Linked DNA regions of Zea mays: region 1 is linked to region 2. A link is a contact called in public Hi-C data. All regions are on one chromosome and are shown on one strand. Each heading gives the region's core, a stretch centred on a gene start, on an enhancer-like site or on the middle of the called end of the contact. The rest is flanking DNA. Distances are from core to core; before and after follow the strand shown.

Evidence for each region. Hi-C and Micro-C count contacts between places; a contact is called where the count stands out from the background.
Region 1: a Hi-C map of ear shows a contact between it and region 2, with 2.8 times the contacts expected there. The contact joins the promoter of LOC100278231 here to the promoter of LOC100285598 in region 2. A contact is called at or near these places in 4 of 25 Hi-C or Micro-C datasets (bundle sheath, ear, leaf and 1 more).

Annotation. Positions count from the first base shown.
Region 1 is chr6:166,627,263-166,631,256 of Zm-B73-REFERENCE-NAM-5.0, forward strand. It overlaps LOC100278231, which reads left to right and starts at 2,732. Exons shown (of 3, transcript NM_001165464.2): 1 at 2,732-2,949; 2 at 3,046-3,110; 3 at 3,333-3,845. The coding sequence starts at 2,850. The coding sequence ends at 3,470. It overlaps LOC103630520 (a long non-coding RNA gene), which reads right to left and starts at 1,127. Exons shown (of 3, transcript XR_555102.4): 1 at 551-1,127; 2 at 300-470.
Region 2 is chr6:166,456,826-166,461,132 of Zm-B73-REFERENCE-NAM-5.0, forward strand. It overlaps LOC100285598, which reads right to left and starts at 1,738. Exons shown (of 3, transcript NM_001158489.2): 1 at 1,298-1,738; 2 at 84-1,193. The coding sequence starts at 1,560. It overlaps LOC103630517 (probable leucine-rich repeat receptor-like protein kinase At5g49770), which reads right to left. Exons shown (of 19, transcript XM_008651580.3): 16 at 4,298-4,307; 17 at 3,912-4,131; 18 at 3,540-3,772; 19 at 2,728-3,432. The coding sequence ends at 2,926.

The DNA of each region.
Region 1 (3,994 bases), core at 1,482-3,981, 170 kb after region 2:
CATCGTCATCAGCGTCTAACTCATCACCGTTGCTGCTGCCTCTGGACATAGTGCCATCGGAAAGCATCGACTGAACTCCCTGGAATCCGATTAGACCCTCTGCATCCCCTAGGAACAGAAATCTCTCTGCCACTGGATCTGCTCCTCTCATTCCTCATCGGAAGCATACCCTCTCATCCTCGTCACCACCGGCCACGGCCGGCCTCCACCGCCGCCTGCACACCGCTCGCTACTCTCGCCCCCCTTCCATATCCATCAAGAACAAGAAAAAAATGAGGATGGGAGAGCTCAATACTCACCGGTGAGAAGGTGCCGGGGAGGCTTGCCGTCGGGGCTGCGCGGCGCCGGCCCGCCGTCACCTCGCGCCGCCACGCAGTGACCTCGCACCGTCCTCATGCGTCGCCAACGTCTCGCCGTCGCTTTGGCCAGGAATCGATCCGGAGGAGACGAGGCCAGGGTTTGTGCCGGTCCTTGGAGGGAAGAGAAAGTCAAAACCGGGCCGAGTTTACTTCCGGTTCAGGCCCAAACGAACGGGAATAGTGATACCTACCAAATTCCAATCCGCAATCCGACGGAAACGAACGGGCCCTTAATAGAAGTGTTGTTCACACGGCCAGCCCGGATCGAAGCCGGCTGCCAATACGCCGTCGCTGTCCCCGCCGGCCCACCGCTCCACCGGCCGCGCATTGCGCCGGTTGTTTCGCCGTCGGAACCGGCCGGTTCCCAGCCCGGATCATCAGTCGAGGCCCTCAGTTCTTCGATTCGCCACTGTGGGCCTGTGGCTGACCGGCCGTCGTGATATCAGTACATGCACGCCTCTTTCCATTCGCAAATCACAAGAGAGACAAGCAACATGCGCGCTCGGGGGCGGCGGCGGCGGCGGCATCGACGAGATGTCGAGGTCGAGAGACCCGCAAAAACACGGGGGGCCGGGGCATGCAAGTGCGGGACCCTGCATGGTCAAGATCCTAAGTACAAAAATAAGTCACTAAGCTCTGACTTGGGAGGCCAGTAGTGGCCAGGCCATGATAGTTGTTTATCGGAGTGAGCCACTACTCCGCAGAGCTAGCGAAGTCAAATGTTGTTGATGGGCAACAAGAGTTCTGAAACGCTTTCCGCTTCCTGAAAATGCATGCAGAGGTCTCTGTCTGTGCGATCGAGTGCCGCGCAGGTCACCGTGCACTACTGTACTTTATATGCCATTTGACAATCGCTAAAAGCTTCCCAAAACGTACAGGAAGCACCACTACTGCGTGAGCTTGGGTGAGACGATAGATGGGCAAAATATCTAGGCGCGCGCCGCAGCCAAACTGGAGCTTGGGAATTGTTGATGCAGTGAGTGCCGGTAGTGCACGTGCCCAATTAGGGTTGATGAGTTTTAAAACACACCAATTTTCCGCCTAAAATTCCCGTGCTACAATAATGCAGTGAGTGCCGGTAGTGCATGTGCCGTTGATGAGTTTTAAAAGTGTCGAGCGATTCACCCATATAACCACCTAAAACATTATCTAATAGACATCGGTGAACTTTCATAGCATTTTTCGTGTAAAATTCGCGTGCTACATGACTTATGGGAATCGAACCCCGACCTCATCCTCGCGTGTAGCCATCTCCACCACTCCGCATATCACTTACTTCATGTCTATATTGCATTTTTGTTTTGTGTAGCCCAGAACCTCATCCTCGCGTGAAGTTCTACAAGTTTTTTTTGGATACTTTTTTCCGTCCGAGATCGTTTGCAAAATTTGCATCTCAAATTTGACAAATCTAGATGCAATTTTTGAGAGCCGAAATGATTTTTTTTTAAAAGTAGTGAACTATAAAGTTTCATAACTTTTAGAGATCTACAACTTTTTATGTTGGTGTTTTTTTTTCGTACAAGGTCATTTGAAAAACTAAAAAAATCAGAAAAAATAGTTTTTAATGACGGTTTTCTAAGGAAGATGTCTATAGAAATCGATTTGTACATACGGTTTCTTAAGAAAACCGAACGTATAAATCATGGATTTCTAATGATAGGTTACTTAATAAACCGCCACTAGAAATACTACTGACACGCTTGATAACCGAAACCTCTATTAAAAACTAAATTGCGCCACAGGTTTAGAACTCTTTTCTACCGGTGTTAAATAGTAAACAAGCCGACACGAGTGAACCAACATTTGTGTACCCTGTCCCAAACATAACTCTAGATATCGAATCTGTCTCTACACGATCAATAAGGAAAAGGACACTACCGTCTACCTCGCCGTCCCTAAGTTGACTATCGTCGTCCTAACGGTGTCGTACTCATTCAATTCAACACCAAAGGTATAACCTACGAGTTATCGTGCATCTAGCGGGTAGGGTTTACAGAGTTGTATTAAAAATTTAACGAGAACGGCTGCTTGTTAATTATATATTGAAAAGAAAGCGAGCCAAGACGACAAGCAATTATTTGTAGCCTGGGAAAAAAACATTATTCGCTGTGTCATAAGACACACACTAGCAATTACGCTGTGCAATAGTGTGAGGAGGTGCTGCAGATCTGTCGTATAGTAGGTTGAACCAGAGTGGCACTGGCATAGTCCCGCTCCTACTAGCTGTCCAAATTTTATATTTCACCTTTCTGGGGGAAAAAGCCGGTAACATTTATTTAGATTTAGACATTTTAGTTGACGTTCAGCAGCCAGACGGACGCCAGTGAGGAACGCCGTTGTTTAAAGCCAGCGGCACGGCAGCAGCACCCGGCGTCATCCAGCAGCCCCATTGCAGTTTCGAGTTCCTGGCTGGTGGCGTGGCACCTCGTTCCCTCCGATCGAGTCCGCGACTAAGATACACCCCGACTCGCTAGCGAGCAGGCAGGCAGAATGGAGCGCCACGCCGAGAAGCCGCTCCTCGTGCTGCCCTCCTGCCTCCTCTTCCTTGTCCTCCTCCTCGCCCCGCTCGTCTCCGCCGTCCCCACGCCAAGTGAGCCTCGGCCATGCATGGCCTCCGCTAACTCCCACCCTCCCCCGCTGTTTCCTCTCTTGGTCTCGGCTGCTGATTTTGCCTGTGCGATCGCAGGAAGCCTGCGCCTGGGGAGCCACCAGCAGCACCCGCCGCCGGCTCTGAAGCTCAGTTACTCTCAGGTACTGGCAATTGGCTGTTTCCGTCAGGTCTCTCCCGCCTGCTGCCGTGTTTCTCCCTCTTGATTTGGCACAACTGTTAGCGAATATACGTACAGAGGTTAATCAATCAATTAACTAATTAATTCAGCGATGGTGGATGGATTCATATGCTTGTCATCTACTAGCTGCTGCTGCTGTAGTCCTGATGACAGACGACTTTGTCTTGGGTTGGGACACACACAGGACACGACGGCGATCGCGGCGGCGATGATGAAAAACACGGGCAGGCCGACGGCGAGGGTGGACGTGGAGGTGAACGACTACCAGCCGTCCGGCCCCAACAACCGCCACGACCCACCCAAGGGTCCCGGAAGACCTTGAACGGGGGCCGGCTCAGCTGGACGACGACCCGGCCAATCAATAATCCAACTCCGTCGTCGTCGTCGTCACACCGGTAGTACAAAGTGCGTCGCTTGTGCTAGCTCCTCTACTCTAGTTCTAGTAGAAATTAAGGTCGTCGAAACAAAGTCACCTAGCTGCGTTTGTATATATATACACCGGCCGCGCGTGTGTATGGCTGTGTCCTGTGTGCAAGGCACATCGGTCATCGGTGCAGTGGGTTGTGTTGTTCTTAGGCTGGTTAATTGGTTGCTGTTCGTCGGAAAGAACTCCACTGCATGCAGATCGATTTGCATCTCCTGCAGCAGGTGCCGGTACAGTGTACCAGCAGATTGAGATTGTCCAGCTTGTTAGTTCTATGCTCCCGATCTTGATATACTTCTATATATCATACTAGTATATCCATCAGCAAAAGCAGCATCATTGCTCCCTCGACCGCCTCACAGATTCACAGGTCACAAGCTCTCATCTATCTGTTGTTTCCGTCACGGCCGCCGCCGCCGCCC
Region 2 (4,307 bases), core at 488-2,987:
TACAGATAGATAGACAGCATGCATGGCTCATATATATTTGCTCAAAAAATAAAAAGAAAAATCGACGATGAGCACGTGCGTACCCGACGCCGAAGAAGGCGTAGCCATCGACGTGGAGGGAGTCTATGCTCTTCTCGGGGTTCTCGAAGACGATCTCGATGAAGGTGCGGAACTCGGCGGTGATGACATTGGGGATGACATGGAGGGGCCCGTTCACGGCAGGGGGCACGTCGCCCATCTGGTTGTAGCTGAATACCCCGTCGGTGGCGTTGAAGTACTCGGCGAGCTTCACGGGGGTCTCGGGGTCCCTGTGAGAGATGCCGTTGAAGCCGTAGCGGAGCTTGCCGTCGATGTGGCCACGGGAGACCATGACCTTGATGGTGCGGGTGATGTTGATCTGGCCGTAGTGGTAGGAGCCCTGCGGGTTGGGCCGCGCGGCGCTGGCCGTCAGGTTCCAGCGGAACGACCTGGCCTGGTTGATGGACCAGGCCCAGCCGGCCGGTGGCTCGGTCATGTTCGGCGACGGCGGGGCGCTGGAGCCGGCGTAGCGGATGACGGCGGACGCGGACTTGGCGTCGTGGATGAACCGCGTGGAGGCCACCATGTAGTAGTCGCCGGGCTTCTGGTCGGCGTCGACGAGCACGGAGAGGCAGTGGCCGACGTGGACGTCGAGCGAGTCGTACGTGTTCTGCAGGGTGTGGGAGCCCTCCAGCTCGACCAGCTTCATGTAGTGGCCCTGGATGCGGAAGTTGAGCGACGCCTTGATCCCGGTGTTGCAGACGCGGAGGCGGTACGTCTTGCCGGCCTCGAAGGTGAAGGCAGGCGCGGCCTCCAGGTCCTTGCCGCCCTTGCCGTTGATGAGCACGCCCGCGGGGCGGCCCACGCCCTTGCCGGCGTCGATCTGGCGGGCTAGCACCTCGTGGTCCTTGGTGTACCAGTCTCCGATGAGCACCACGTGGTCGTTCTCCGGCGGGGGCTGGTCGAACGGGACCGGGATGAGGAGGCGGCTGACCACGCTGATGGCCCCGTAGCCGCCCGCCGCCCGCTGCATGCCGATGGACGGGAAGTAGAAGAAGCTGCCGATCTGGTCCTTGGGCTGCCACTTGTACGTGAAGTTGGTGTTAGGCAGGATCGGACACTGCGTGCCTGGCATCCCGTCCATCCACGAGTTCTTCCTGTGCTGCATCCCGTTCCTGCGTGCAGTAATGCCAAGTCAGCCCGTTGGTATCGAAATGAAATGCATGCATGTATGTATGCATCGCAGAGGTGCAGTGCAGGCTAGTGGCGGCGCACGGACCAGGTGAAAAGGAGCGGATGGTCGAGCTGGTTGAAGACGTTGACGACGATGTTGTTGTTGGAGGAGCAGTTGATCCTGGGGCCGGGGAACTCGCCGTTGATGAGGATGACCTTCTGGGGCACGCCCAGCAGGGACTTGGTCCCGTACGTCACCTTCCACTCGAAGAACAGGTACGGGTCCTCGGCCCGCGCCAGGGTCGCCAACGCCGACAGGACCAGCAGCACGCCGGTGGCGGCGGCGGCAACACGCGTCGTCGTCGCCATGTCTCTCGTTGCTCTGCTCCACCCGAGTACGTATCTACCAATCGATCAGCCTCTCATAAAGGATGTAATGAGGAGTTGTTGCGGTGAGATAGAACTATTCTACTACGAGGAGGCCATGGAAGACGTCCCGGGTGGTGATAGGTGGAGGCCGAAGGGGTAACCGGGAAGGCTTCGAATTGACGAGGGGACGCCGAGGCGGGGCTTTATAGCGCCAACGGGCGGTGCTCGTTTAGGACGACGCATGCTGGGTGCTGGCCATGGCCCGAAGTGGAAGGTCGCGCGCGCGGGGCGGGCGGATTGTTCGCGCGTCCGCCCGTTCGGGCGACCGCGTCCTCTCCTGACCCTCTGAAAATTAATTAACAGATCTGTATTTGGCATTCAAAAACCACCTCACCTGCTGTGAAGTAGACCGAGTCCCAGAATTCACATGGGCTAAAAAAAACCTGTAATAAAATTTAGTAAGCCCATAAAAAACCAGTACTATATAAAATTTAAATTCCATGCTAATATATGATACAAATTCAAAAAGAAAACTATATGAATAAAAGAAGCAAACATATTGTTAGTTTTTTGCTGACCGGATCCAAATTATATGTACCTTTTCGAATATTGATTTGTCGATCTACTCGAAGTGTAGGGCCATCGGGGAAGGAGGCGGGGTCAGGCAACCTTTCCGGCAGAGAATCAATGCTCGCTTGTTTGCTAAACTCGTCATCTGTCGGAGATGAGGCGTCGGGAAGGGGTCAGGATCGAAGGGGTCAGGGTCGGACGACAACGCACGTCGAGAAGGTGACAACGACGGGCAGCGCCAGGAACGGGGCATCGGAGCAGATTGGTTCAAGTGGTGTTGGAAATAATGGGATCACACAAATAGATGTAAGAACTGGACTGAAAAGGAGGACAAGAATTAGGAGATTTGAACTGATCTGAATAAGAGACCTAGGATAAAACTGATTTGATCTACATAAAACTTTTATTTTTTCTGTACTTAACAATAAATGAACATTAGATATAAGAGGGGGGCCACGGACCCCCTTGCCTCCCATGTGAATCGGCCACTGCCTTTGCCAATCATTCATGAACCCAAAATATAGCAATTTGAACTGGGAAATCACTGGTCATATAAGGAAAATGGAGTTTCCAAACTAGTCCATAAGTTTGAAACGGTGAGAGAAAATCTGACTTCTAAATAAGAACAGAACAACTTATCTTGGAAAATTTCGAGGAATGTACAGTTTGCGTCATGATAGATCGGAAGTAGCATGGTAAAAATTAAGCTCGAGAAACCAAAAAATATAAACGTGAAATATAATACAAATCTATACAATGTATCTCACAAGCTATACAAGTCTGAAACTGGAAGGTCTACTTAGGCTTGACCTCGAAGTACGGCATGTAGTCCGACGCGTTGTCCCCGTACGAGCCTCTCGTGATCTCGACGTCGCTGTACGGGTGCGACCTCGCTCCGCCGCCGGCGCCGTCGAAGTCGTTGGCGGAGGAGCCGGCGGAGCTGGTGGCCCCGTCGGGCCCGGAGACCTCGTTCTGCAGCATGGCCTCGATGTCCTTCACCACCTCGCCCATGGCCGGCCGCGCCGCCGCCGACTCGTCCACGCACAGCATCGCCAGCTGCACGAACCGCCTGAACCCGGCGGTGCGCGCGTTGTCCCGGATCGCCGGGTCCAGGAGGCCCCGCAGCCCGTAGTGGTCGCGGTCGTTGGGGTCGATGGCCAGCTTGACCTCGCGCACGATGTACTTGCCGCTCTCGATCGGCTGCCGCCCGCTCACCAGCTCCAGCATCACCACCCCGAAGCTGTACACGTCGCTCTTCTCCGACAGCTGCTGCGTCATGTAGTACTCCGGATCCAAGTAACCCTGCATAAATACACCACATGCTTAGTTAAGTTTATATTTGATGATAATTTTGATCGTTCAGGTTCCTGCTAGTAGTATGGTGTTGTGTTTCCGTTGTGATGACTCACCAGCGTTCCTTTCACTTGCGTGGAGACGTGGCCCTTCTGGGTGTCCGCGACGAGCTTGGAGAGGCCGAAGTCGGCGACCTTGGCTTTGAGGTGGTCGTCGAGGAGGATATTGGTGGACTTGACGTCCCGGTGGATGATAGGCGGATCGGCGAGCTCGTGAAGGTACGCAAGTCCCCTCGCTGACCCGAGCGCGATCCTGAGCCTCTTCTTCCAGTCCAGGTACGTTCCTCTCACTGCATGGCGGCCGTTCATGCATGCGTACACAGATTGTTGAGTGAACAACTGATGCTACGATTACAACTGAACTGGGAGATGGAAATTCTGTGAAATGTTGTATATATATGCGGTGGACGGGTGGTTTTGTCCATGTACCTAGTAAGTTCTCTCTCAGCGTTCCGCTGGAGACGTACTCGTACACCAGCATCTGCTCCCCTTGTTCGTAGCAGAAGCCAATCAGGCTCACCAGGTTCCTGTGATGAACCCTGGACAGCAGCTCGATCTCGTTCTTGAACTCCACCACACCTTGCATTGATCCGCGCTCTGCTCTCTTTATGGCAACCCGCGTTCCATCAACGAGTGTTCCCTTGTACACCTTTTAAAATTTGCCAGTTTTGATATATATGTGAGTTGCCTGAATATATTTGAATAATAGGCAGTTTACCTAACACTGGATTTCTTTTATCCAATGGTTTTAACTATTTGTGCAGGTGCAGGCCCTCTTTAAGAAGGCCAAAACAGCTTGTTTTTTTGTTGGATACCTTTCCATAG